Regions from separate parts of the Zea mays genome. Here region 2 is linked to region 1. A link is a contact called in public Hi-C data. All regions are on one chromosome and are shown on one strand. The core of a region is the stretch at or near the end of the contact, and the rest is flanking DNA. Distances in the headings are between cores, read along the strand shown. Region 1 holds the start of LOC100193697. Region 2 holds the start of LOC100274106 (argininosuccinate synthase).

What was found. Hi-C and Micro-C count contacts between places; a contact is called where the count stands out from the background.
Region 2: a contact with region 1 is called in a Hi-C map of endosperm, with 2.0 times the contacts expected there. The contact joins the promoter of LOC100274106 here to the promoter of LOC100193697 in region 1. A contact is called at or near these places in 2 of 25 Hi-C or Micro-C datasets (ear and endosperm).

Annotation. Positions count from the first base shown.
Region 1 is chr10:38,725,467-38,731,180 of Zm-B73-REFERENCE-NAM-5.0, forward strand. LOC100193697 reads right to left here and starts at 2,535. Exons shown (of 13, transcript NM_001138789.1): 1 at 2,435-2,535; 2 at 1,203-1,305; 3 at 1,030-1,098. The coding sequence starts at 1,235.
Region 2 is chr10:39,325,429-39,331,113 of Zm-B73-REFERENCE-NAM-5.0, forward strand. It overlaps LOC100274106 (argininosuccinate synthase), which reads left to right and starts at 2,063. Exons shown (of 10, transcript NM_001148485.1): 1 at 2,063-2,228; 2 at 2,375-2,421; 3 at 2,505-2,586. The coding sequence starts at 2,538.

The DNA.
Region 1 (5,714 bases), core at 1,285-3,784:
ACTGTAGCACCTGGAGGCGCTGCACAGCCGACCACGACGGCCCTGCCGTCAATCCAACAGTTCTGTCGCCTCACGCCAGCAGAGCAGTAGGAGCGTCGCCGTCAAAGGTTGTGCTTCAACTGTGACGAGCCATTCATCAGTGGCCATCAGTGCAAGCGGCTTTTCTACTTGGAGTCGGACGACTTCGAGTCTGTGGACGAGGTCGTGGAGGAGCCACTGGATGCCTTCCGCTCTACATAACCCAATTTTCGGCTCAAGGACGGGTTGTTTCAGCAGGTGGGGAGAGATCTTATGACCAGCCTGGTCTACCAGAAGGCGACTAGACCCACCAAAGTAGGCACAGGAGATCAGGAGATAAGTAATCAGTTTAGTTGGATAAGTCTTAGCAGTTTATCTCCTAATATTATGTAGTAGTTTAGTTGGAGAAGTCTCCTAGTATTGTGGAGTAGTCGGTTGGTGCAGTTTATCTCCTAATATTATGGAGTAGTTTAGTTGGATAAGTCTCCTAGTATTGTGGAGTAGTCAGTTGGCCTTAGGCCTATATAATTAGGACTTTGTAATCAAGAGAAGGCCAGCAATAGCAGATATCTTCTGCCAGCTTCCTCACGGAAGCTGGAACCCACATCCCTGTGCGTCGTTCCCTGCAACTACGGCGCCCAAGAGGCAGCCACCAGCACCACCTCCAGGTCGTAGCCCGGCCTACTCCTCCCCTCACCCATACTCCCTTCGGCAGATCCCTGGTAGGACTAGAAACACTACCAGAAACACTTCATTATGGACCCATAATAAAGAGGGGAAGTATATAATATATATGCCCATTCTGATTATCAGTCGCACAACATTGCAATCAAAAATTAGTATGTCTTTGCTTTCTATTATGCTTATAATGAGTTGATTGCTATCATTTTATGGTAGGGACTACAGATTTACTATAGAAACAAAAGTTGCAACTTTTAGATACATATTTACTTTCTCCCATAGTGTTGTTGGGTTAGTTAGGTTGGAGGGGAGGAGGGGAATCACGCTCACCTGGAAGCTAGACCAATCTGGATAAACAGGTGGTATTGCAGCACCTGAGGTAGCAGGTGGCTGCTGCTCCTGTTACAGGGAAGGATAAACTTTTAGCATGTAATCTTTTTCACTTCAAAGATAATGCCCACAAGCCAAGCATCAAGAACCTGAGGGGCAGATGCCTTGCTTACCTTAGACGGTGTATCTGCTCCACTGCTTCCCATGGTGAATCACAGAAACAGTGCAGCAACTAGTCCATTGTCCGTAGACAAATGAACCAGCATAAAGCAAAACCTGAATTGGCAAAAAGAAGAGCAAATGTAAGCTAAAATGTAGCATCCTTTGCAAGAAAACCCAATTTAATTGTTCAAGACAAAATATACTATACTTTCAGAAAACAATATCATAAACCCTTATCATGTTTAGAATTAAAAGATTAAAGGACAGATACAAGTGATCCTACTTAACTGTTGTGTACGATATCCTTGATCCCTATTCACTTAAAGCGCAGAATAAACTAGCGTGGATCATATGCAATCCTGTCAATTACTTTCTATGCTACATCAAAACAGACAACTTCATTAATGCTCAATTTCATCAATTTTTGCAGAGTATTTTATCACACCAACTATAACACTCGGCACTTCCGCCATACAGCATAAAAACTATATGGTAGTCCCAGAAAACATTTTTTTCTAAACGTGTATACTGTATAGTCACCCAAAACCTTACACATGCACAAGACAAGACTGCCATGGAATTTGTACCTAAAGCTTTTTAGTTTTAAAAACAAACAGCTTTGACCTAAACCACATACAAATGATCTCACGGCACGAATACTTGCTATGAATATAGAAACTGCAGTAAATGTCGGATCATCTGAATGAGGTCCCTCCAGCTCCCATGAGCTGCAGTTAACCAAACTAAACACTTTTGAAATTATAAGCATGTCAGTTATAACGCACAGAATGGCCATAACACACCCGAGCTCCCACCAACCCAAAACGAACCCTAAACTGGAAATCTCAAAGCCCGTCACTCCAAAAGGCTGCTGCACCTGCTCCAGATAAATTTCGGGCCACGCTTGGCTCCCCAAGACAAAACGAAACGCGTACGCGCCACTCAGCTAACTAGACACGAACCACACCTAAACCCTAGCATCGCCGTCGATCCGGCAGCAGCCCAGAGAGGAACCCGCGCGGCCCGCGCCAGCGCCATGCGACGCGAGGGGAGCTCAATTCAAAAACCACGCGGCGGCTAGATCCGGTCGGTGGGTAGGGTGCCTGTCGGGGGCCGCGAGCCAGCGCCGGATCGGCCGCTGGAAGGCGGCGATCGAGGGGTAGGAGCCTCGGGATCTGGGCGCGGGAGGGGAGAGTAAAGCTGGGGCTAAGGGATGGAAGGAGGGAGTGGCGCGCGAGATCACCTGGGTGGTACGATGTCTAGTTGTGAGTGTGCAGGACGGGTGGCGGGGCGAAGAAGACGACGAGGCTTTGGAGCTGGAGCCTGGAGGGAAGGAGAGATCCGTGCGACGCGAGTGGCGCAGTGGGGTGTGCTGCGTGGGCAGTTCTGTGCTGCGTGGGAACCTACCGTACGGCAGGGCTGGCTGGCAGCAGGTACGTGATCGGATCGAATAGGGAAGTATATCACTCTGAATACGGAAGTATATTACTCGAACTATATTTGTTTTATATTTTTATTTGGATTTGAATTCAAATACGGATAGATGTATATCGAATATGGAACTAGTCGGTAATAGATTTTTTATCGGATAACGTGTAAGACATTACACATATCATGTTTATAATCATTTATCCACTCCTTGAATCCAAATATTTATTTAGCATTATACGTGTACATATGTCACGTTTTTTAAAAATTCATGAATTTTTAGGATGTGTGTATTATTTATTTATTTTGCATAAAATCAACAAAATACAAATAAGTTACCAAGACTAATAATAAACATTCTATAAGAATATAACCTCAAGTCTCCACATGAAAATGATAAAGTGAAGTATTGCTTACGTTGAAACTAGAATATTTAGAGTAATTAGTCGGTTGCCCGTGCGTTGCGACGGCTTACAACAATACTCACGTAAACTATCCATAAATGTCTCCGCTCTCTGTATAATATTTTTTGATTTGGCTAACTGACGTTATTGTTTACTCCATGCAATATGTCTTGGTACAACAAGGACAATGAAGTGAGCGATTAGAAAAGAGTTCACAACGACTGACACAGATTATAAAATGACATAATTCCATCATACAGAGATCAAATAAGACAAAGTTTGTGAGATCAAGTTTCTAAAATAAGTCCTATGAAGTCAAACTTATAAAAAAGATATATCAAAATATGGAGTGATTGCTAAAGTCAGGCATCAATAAAAAATGGATGCGCTCCATATAAATTATGCTACTTCATACCAATTACTAACATTTAAAACCAACAAATAACCTTTCATTTTGCTGTTAGTGTGACAAATCATTGTTGCTCCATCCAATTCATCAACCTCAAACACTATGTAGTCTATTGCGTCAATGTGGTCTCAGAAACGATCTAATGTTTGCAAGAGCCAAGAACGTCTTGCCGTGCTTGGGCTGTAGCCTCGGCCCATAGTGCTGGCCCAACCCGACACGATTATTTTTTTATTTTACAAAAAAAACGTATATACTTATATACAATTTATATTCAATATTAAAAACATCTTAGCATGATGTTTTACTAGTTAGACAGCTTCACCCAGTGTCTCATATCCTTCTTCCGTCAGGACATGGGTTCAAAGCCCACCTCCTGCACCGTTTTTAACATTTTACGCTGATTTAATTGAATGGGTCGACGGGCTAACGGGCTGGCCCGACACAGTTAGCAGGCCGGCAATAGTTGTGGCCCACGTGTGTCTAGCCCGTGCCAGGCGCCGTTTGGCCATCTATATAGACGTGCAGCGGATTAATTTGAAATAGTTGTGAGGGTTATTTGTAAAAAGATGACGCATGACGACCGTTGAAACTGGTGCTTTAAGTATAGTATAGATTTCACGTGTAATTCACGCAACAAGTGAAAGTGAAATGAAAAACACTATCATATTATGGATTTTATGGTTCAAATATTTTGGAGGATTATATGTGGACATATGTTATGCCTCCATAAAATCCCATGAATTTCTGAGGAGGCTATTTGTGTATTATTAATTTATTTCTACGAAAAATCAGCAAAATGCACACAGCTATCCGGATAAGATATCTGTATATTCGAGAAGATATACGGATATTCGATATCCGACGGATATTAGACATATTGTATTCGAATTCGATATCTGAATAAAATATCCATATTCATATTTGTTATCCGAAAAAAGTTCGGATATCTGAAAATCCCATCTGAGCCAGTGTTCACCATCTTTGAATCCAGATCCGGACGGATATTTTTCGAACCATATTGCATCCCTAGCTGGCAGGGTCGTGGGGGTGACCTGAAGCTTCCAATTCCCCTCACGTGGGAGACTGTTCATCCTAGGACGCTCCAACAACTACTCACTCGTTCCTCTCCCCCTCCACCTCGGGTGCCTTCTTCTCCTCGACATGCTCAGAGAGTTCTCTCTCAAGGCTAGTTTGAGAGCCACAAAATCGAAGGGGTTAGAGGGGCTTATGTTTTGTGGCCCTCTAACCCTACGATTTTGTGGCTCCCAAACTAGCCCTCATGGGTTAGGGCCGGTTTGGTGGATAGGGGAATGGAGGGGATCCATGGAGGAGGGATCCCCTTGCTATTCAAAATTTCATGCCCGCCAAACCAGCCCTCAAGAGTCGACAGTTGGAGTGTGTGGCTTATGAGACACTTTCACGCGCGCGATGAGAGGTTGGTATGGTGTCTGCCAGCGGCGTGGCCCATCCTCTAGGTGAGTTGTTGTCTGGGGTCTGTCCCCCCCTCCCCGTCGCTCGGATCGAGCGACAGCGGTCCAGGGACAAGCGGATCTGCAGGAGTCCATCAGTTCTCGAACGTCTCCAACACCTTAGCCTCGACGCCGACGCCCCCAACATCCACAAGTTGCGTCAACAACCGACATGGCGGAGCGCTGAAAAAGCCTACACCGATCTGTACGACGATGCCCTTGATCTCCGTCATCCACCATTCATCGCCACTCGAAGCACCTCGTCTCGATCGGTGAGGATTTGTCTTTTTGCTCTCCCATTGTACTTGTTTTTCCGATTAATTTTGGTTGCAGATCTAGGGTTACGAGGTTTGGAAGGTTAGGGTTTCTCAATCTTGGTTATGAGGTATGTGATTCAATGTGTCGTGTAGGGTTAGTGATGAGAAAGGAAAATGTGAATTTGTTAGCCTTCATCGTTTGTGGATCCCCTGGTTTTGGGTATTAATGAACATAGTACTTCATCTCCAGGTAGATGCAGTTTGTTACTTCCTCATGCAACAATACCATTTATGTTCATTGAGTAACTTCTGTTTTGTATGTGTTATTTGTCTATCAAATCATTGTTTGAAGCCCACTAGTTGTTGTTGTCTTCTGAAATGGGTTGTGCATGTACAAACCCATTGGTTTGAAGGTTGTTCTTATGCAGTCAGTTGTTCATTTCCTGCACCTATGTTCATATGATGCTTGTTGTTATCTTCTGTAATGGGTTGTGCATATCGAAATCAATAGGTTTGAAGGTTGTTCTTATGCACTCTTCTGTTCATTTCCTGCACC
Region 2 (5,685 bases), core at 813-3,312, 600 kb after region 1:
AAGAAATTCTCAGAATTCAGAGAAGTATTGAATTGTTGCCGGACTTGCTTCTTTTGTTTCCTTGTTGAATTCTGTTGTATATGGCAGGGATCAACCGAATGAATATTTTGAGGCAGGGATTAAACCATAGAGGGATTAAACCCCCAAGGGAATTAAGTGAAAGGGAGGGATTCACTTAATCCCTCCCTGGATTAGATCCACTGGGGGAAATAATCCCCTGCAAACGAACATGCCCTGAAGGGGATGATGTGGGGAAAATATCCTGGATAGAGGCGGTTGTGGGATAAGCGTTGAAGATTTTTTTTCCAGATTTTTCCATTTTCTTACTTTTTATTTCTCTTTGGCTTTTCTTTTTATGCAAAAATCTGTATACATCCGTGTTCTAAGATTTAGATCAAAACAAGATGCAATCAAACCGAACAAAATCACACCAGCCTTGATATTTGAGACTGATTTTGTCGGTAGTCAAAGGGATATACGATAGTGTTCTGGAATTCGAGTTTAGAACGAGATACAAACAAGATGAACCAAAACGATATCGGTTATACTAGTACGAACTGAGTCCAACACAAGTTAAAATCAGATACTTTCATCTACCACTCGAACACCTGATCCTTCTGGCATAGATGATTTATTGGAGAATCAAATCTCAATTATAAATCCTCGGACGTGATGCCTCGATTGACGAGAGGTGACTAAATTATTTTACACCTAAAATTTTAGTCGTCGACTTCTCAAAAAATTTGTTTGGGATGAAATCGAAGGGATGAACTAAATTTCCAAATTCGTATGTTCGTGATCAATGAAATTTAAATAATCACCAGACTCGTCCATTTCCATAACAAATACGTTCGGACTTTGCGGAGCAGTTAGAACATGCCAGATAGACAGAGATGAAAAAGATAAATAAATTTTGATAGGTGAATATTAGAACATAGAGACCATTATTATTGTCGATATTTTGTGCTTGAGTCCATAAGCACAGTTTAACAGGAGGTAAACACCAGGGATGTTACAGCCACTTATTCATATTGTTAGATGTAAAAAATCATTATGTGTACATTAAAATGAACACATTTGTACAACGAGTGATCTCTTGACAATGTAATTATTTATTTTTATCATTAGCTATTACATAAAAATATCGTCACACGTAAGTTTAACGGGTCCCCGTGGGAAACGAGGATGGTGAATGCTTTCTCATCCCCGTTCCCGCTTATCCGTTGGGGGAGAATTTTCCCGTTTACATTCCCGTGGGGAAGAAACTTCTCCATCCCCTAATGCATTGTTCAATTATTCTTATCCCATGTGATTAAATGATATTAAAAAAATTAAAAGATTTTGACTTATTTGGAACGTAAACCCATCCAATTCTATACAATCCATGTGAAATGATTTTATGCATTAGTAGAATTTGTTTCTATTATGTAACTTACATGACACTCTTCGTCTCACTCTTCTATAGTAAATATCTAGCATATAAATATCTCCGACATTTGATAATAATAGTATATAAATATATTTTACATAAAACCGAATTAGCTTAATTGATATATGCCTAAAATTATTATTATTAGAATGAAATTCAGTTCCAATGATCCAAACCGGGCGTGAGAGCAAATCTAACAAACCCTAACAGAGAAATTATTTTCCACGGGGAATTAAGAATTGGACTTCCATCGCCATCTCTATACGTACATTATATACTTCTTTATATCGTGGCTAGACTTCACGCGATCGCGGTAATCAAACACCCAGTTACAGGCCTTGGGCCTATCCCTGGATGCGGTTAAGGCAAACAGGCCCGAGGTGTGAAGGTTCAGAGACCGGCGATCGACCGATCAACAGGCGACGGCTTGCCGGCCCAGTCCGGCCCTACAATAGCACCGGCGGCTCCGCTGATCAAAAAGCCCCGAACTCCATCGGCAGAGCCCAGTAGGTAAACCTCTCCGTAGTCCTACTCTTGTCCGACCCGCGCGGCCGCCGCCAGCCCGCGCCCTCGGAGCCCCCTTCCGCTTCTCCTCTCCGGGAATGGCGTCGGCGCGAGGACCTTGCGGTAAGCCGCGGCTCGCCTGCTTGCCCGCTTCACTCTGTTCTAACCTGTGCACGACTTTCCGTCGCGTCGCTATTGGAGTAGCGACCAAACCCAATCCGCCTTGCCGCGATGGACGCGGCGTGTCACTCCAATCCCGTCGAGGCGACCAGGGATTCGTCTTCTTCTGATTTATGTACTCCCAAATCCCAAATCTTCGTACAAGCGTTTAGTTGAATCCCGGCGTCAAGTCCGTCACTGACATGGCCGCGTTAGATGTTTCTAGGCTTTGTTACGTGTTTACGCTGCTGCTCTAACGGCTTCTTTGCTGTGGCCTTGCAGGAATTAGTGTCCGTTCTGACTTCAGTTCAGCCTGCCTTATTCACAAGGTAAAAACGACGGTTTGCCACCCTCTGTTTTCGACTTGTCATGACAAAGCGGCAGTCATGCCAACCGTTGATATGGATGCCAGGCTGGAGCCCCATCGAATTCTGTTTCTGGCGTGATGGCTGTTCAGGTTCACCGCCACCGTAACAAGGTCCGCAATGGCCAAGGTACAGATCCTACTTGGACTAGGATTCAACAGCGGTTGAGTATTTAGGACTTCTAATTCTACTGTCTTAGTGTAAATCATTCTAGGAATAGAACTTCTACTTGCTTGAATGGGCTCTCGGTGGGGACTTTACAAACAATGGGTAGAGACCATAGGCATCAACCAGACCGGTCTCATTCAAAGCTTGTAAGGAGCAATTAGAATCGCCTGAGGATTAGATTAGGTAGTTTCTGCAGTAATAGTGTCAAGTGCTCGAAGTTTGGCCTGTATATTAGGACTAGAAACAACAAACTGTTTCTTCGTCTTCCAGACAATGGGAGAAGAGACATGAAGAATGCAGTACCCTGTTACGGAACAACTATCTGTTGGGTCACTTGCCCAAGCGGAGTTTGAGTAAGTATGAAGCTGAAGCAGACAATCAGGAGAATAGAATAATAATGAGATGATGTCCCCAATAAGTACAGTAGCACACGGAGTAAGTGGCCAAAATGAATTAAAATAGTGCACACACAAACATACTCAAAATATGGACCACAAGAGCAATATCAGGTCTGGTAACAATGCGATAAACAAGACTACCAACAATATGTTGATATCTTGAGGGATCCTCAAGTGGTGTACCATCAGTGGGATGAAGTTGTAAATGAAGAACCATGGCCGTTGCAGCCGCTCGGTTACCAATGATGCCTAAATGAGCAATAAGATCGTACTCAGACTGAGAAAGATGGCATCCTTTGATAGATTGCTTGACTTCAATGGCTAAGAAATAATTGAGAGGGCCCAAATCAGATGTTTGATATTCAACACTAAGCTGTTGCTTCGCTTCACATGAGAAATGTGATCCTCATCATCACTCATAATTAGCATATCATTAACATATAGAAGAAGCAAAGTACAACCACATAGTGATAAATGAATAAAGAAAGCTGAATCATGAGCACTAGGTGAAAAACTAGTAGTTCGTATCATAGATACAAAACACTCGTGCCAAGCACGAGGTGCCTGTTTAAGGTCATATAAAGCACCGCGAAGACGACAAAACATATCCTAGAGGAGCAACAACACCTCGGGTGTGGTTGCATATAAACTTCTTCAGTCAAATCATGAAGAAAAGCTTTCTTGATATCCATTTGAGATATAGGCCAAGAAGAAGCAACCATTGCAACTAATGCATGAACCATTGTCATATGAGCAACAGGTGCAAATGTCTCATTGTAATCTAGACCTTGAGTCCGCTGAAAACCTATGTATCTCTGTAGAGCCTTTTGAATTGGTCTTAACTTTGAATGCCCACTTAGATGTAATAGGCACCGCGTGTGATGGCAATGGAACAACATCCCAAGTGCCTTGACGATCAAGTATAGCATTTTCCTCAGACATAGCTAGCTGCCCATTCTGGATTAAGAGAAGCTTCCTAATAAGTGGATGGCTCATCAACAACAACACACACATGCGAAAAACAACAATTCTCTTTAGGACAAATAGTACTACGTCTTGAAGGTTATATCGTGGAGGAACCTGTAACTGATCAAAAGAAATATGTAACTCATCAATATTATTATCAGAAGCACCAAAATTTAGCTCATCAGGGTTCACCAAGGTGGGGGAACGATATGGAAGGGCTTGAGAATCTTTAGGGCAAGGTTATTAAAGCGATAAAACGGTGAAACGCGCATGGGTACTTTTTGACTTTATTAAAATGTTTAAGCGAGCTTTAAAACGTCTTTTAAACAACATGGAGAAAATATCAATATAACATAATTTCACATAACAATATAACATGTCCACAACCACACTACCACAATAACACAAGTTCAAGCGTTCAACTAATAGCATCTATCAAGTCGACAATGACAAACAAAGTGGAATGAAATGTCCAGTAGTCCACAACCACAAACATAGCACAAAAGCAACTAAAGTGGAATGCAATGTCCACAACTGCAAGCACACAAGTGTTACTCAATCTCCCTCTAGGTTAGGAATGTAGTAGCAAATCTAGTAGCAGCAGGCCTCACAAGATGCATTAGCATCACTACTGCTTGCCAGTTTTGGTCTCCAAAGGACCAAAATCAGAGCATGTCAGGGGAGGATGAGAGCAGGGGAGGGGAGAAGGATGAGAGCAGGGAGGGGCTGTTGCAGGCGGGGCCGAGTAGGGTACTCGGGGCTGGGCGCGAGCAGGGAGGCAGGGCTGTCATCATGGGGTGCAGGGGACTCGGGACCATGAGTCCGTGACACAGGAGGCGGCGAGCTGACAGAGCAGGGCAGCGACGAGCGCGAACAGGGAGGCAGCGTGGCACCGCCGCGGGGGAGCAAGGGACTTGAGCAGCTACGCAAGGAGGAGGGGAGGGAGGCGATGAACTTAGGCAAGGTGTCTTACCAGCGGCGAATCCTAGCGAGGCGATGAAGGCATCATGACGGCTGGCTCAACGTGCAGAGGCTGTGGGCATGACGCAAAAGATGGAGGGTGCATGTTTTCGGTTAGGGAAAATTATCGGCGACTGGGTTAGAAGGTTAGAAAAGCGCCAAAACGCGACCTTTTTACGGTCTAGAGCGTTTAAACTCTAAAAGGGGTGCTTTAGCGCCTAAAACGGACATTTTACATTTTTTTCGTGAAACGTTGCAGCGTTTTACGTTCTGAGTAGTGCTCTAGTGCTTAAAAGGCGCTTAAGCGTATTTTTAATAACCATGCTTTAGGGGATTATTGAAAACTTGTATGATACGTGGTTTAGAAAAACAGAGGTGGAGGCGGTGGCAGAGGCGAAGTTGTTGGATCAAGAATGGCGGTAATAGATGGGGAAGGTTAGAAGCAACATGAATGGGTGGAAGTGCAAGAGTAGTGGTGAATGGTGGAGACACAAACGATGGAACAACATCATCACTAATGGAAATAGCGGGAAGGGACATAAAAGATGTGCACTTTGTAGGAGCATATGATGACTTTATAGTGGAATTAAAAAAGAAAGGACAGTTCTCAACAAAAGTGGCATCATGAGAGATACACATGCAATGGGAAGAAGGATCATAACAACGATAACCCTTGTGCTTAGGACTATATCCTATATGACTGAGCAGTTAACCTAGTTCGTTGATGAGGTGCAAG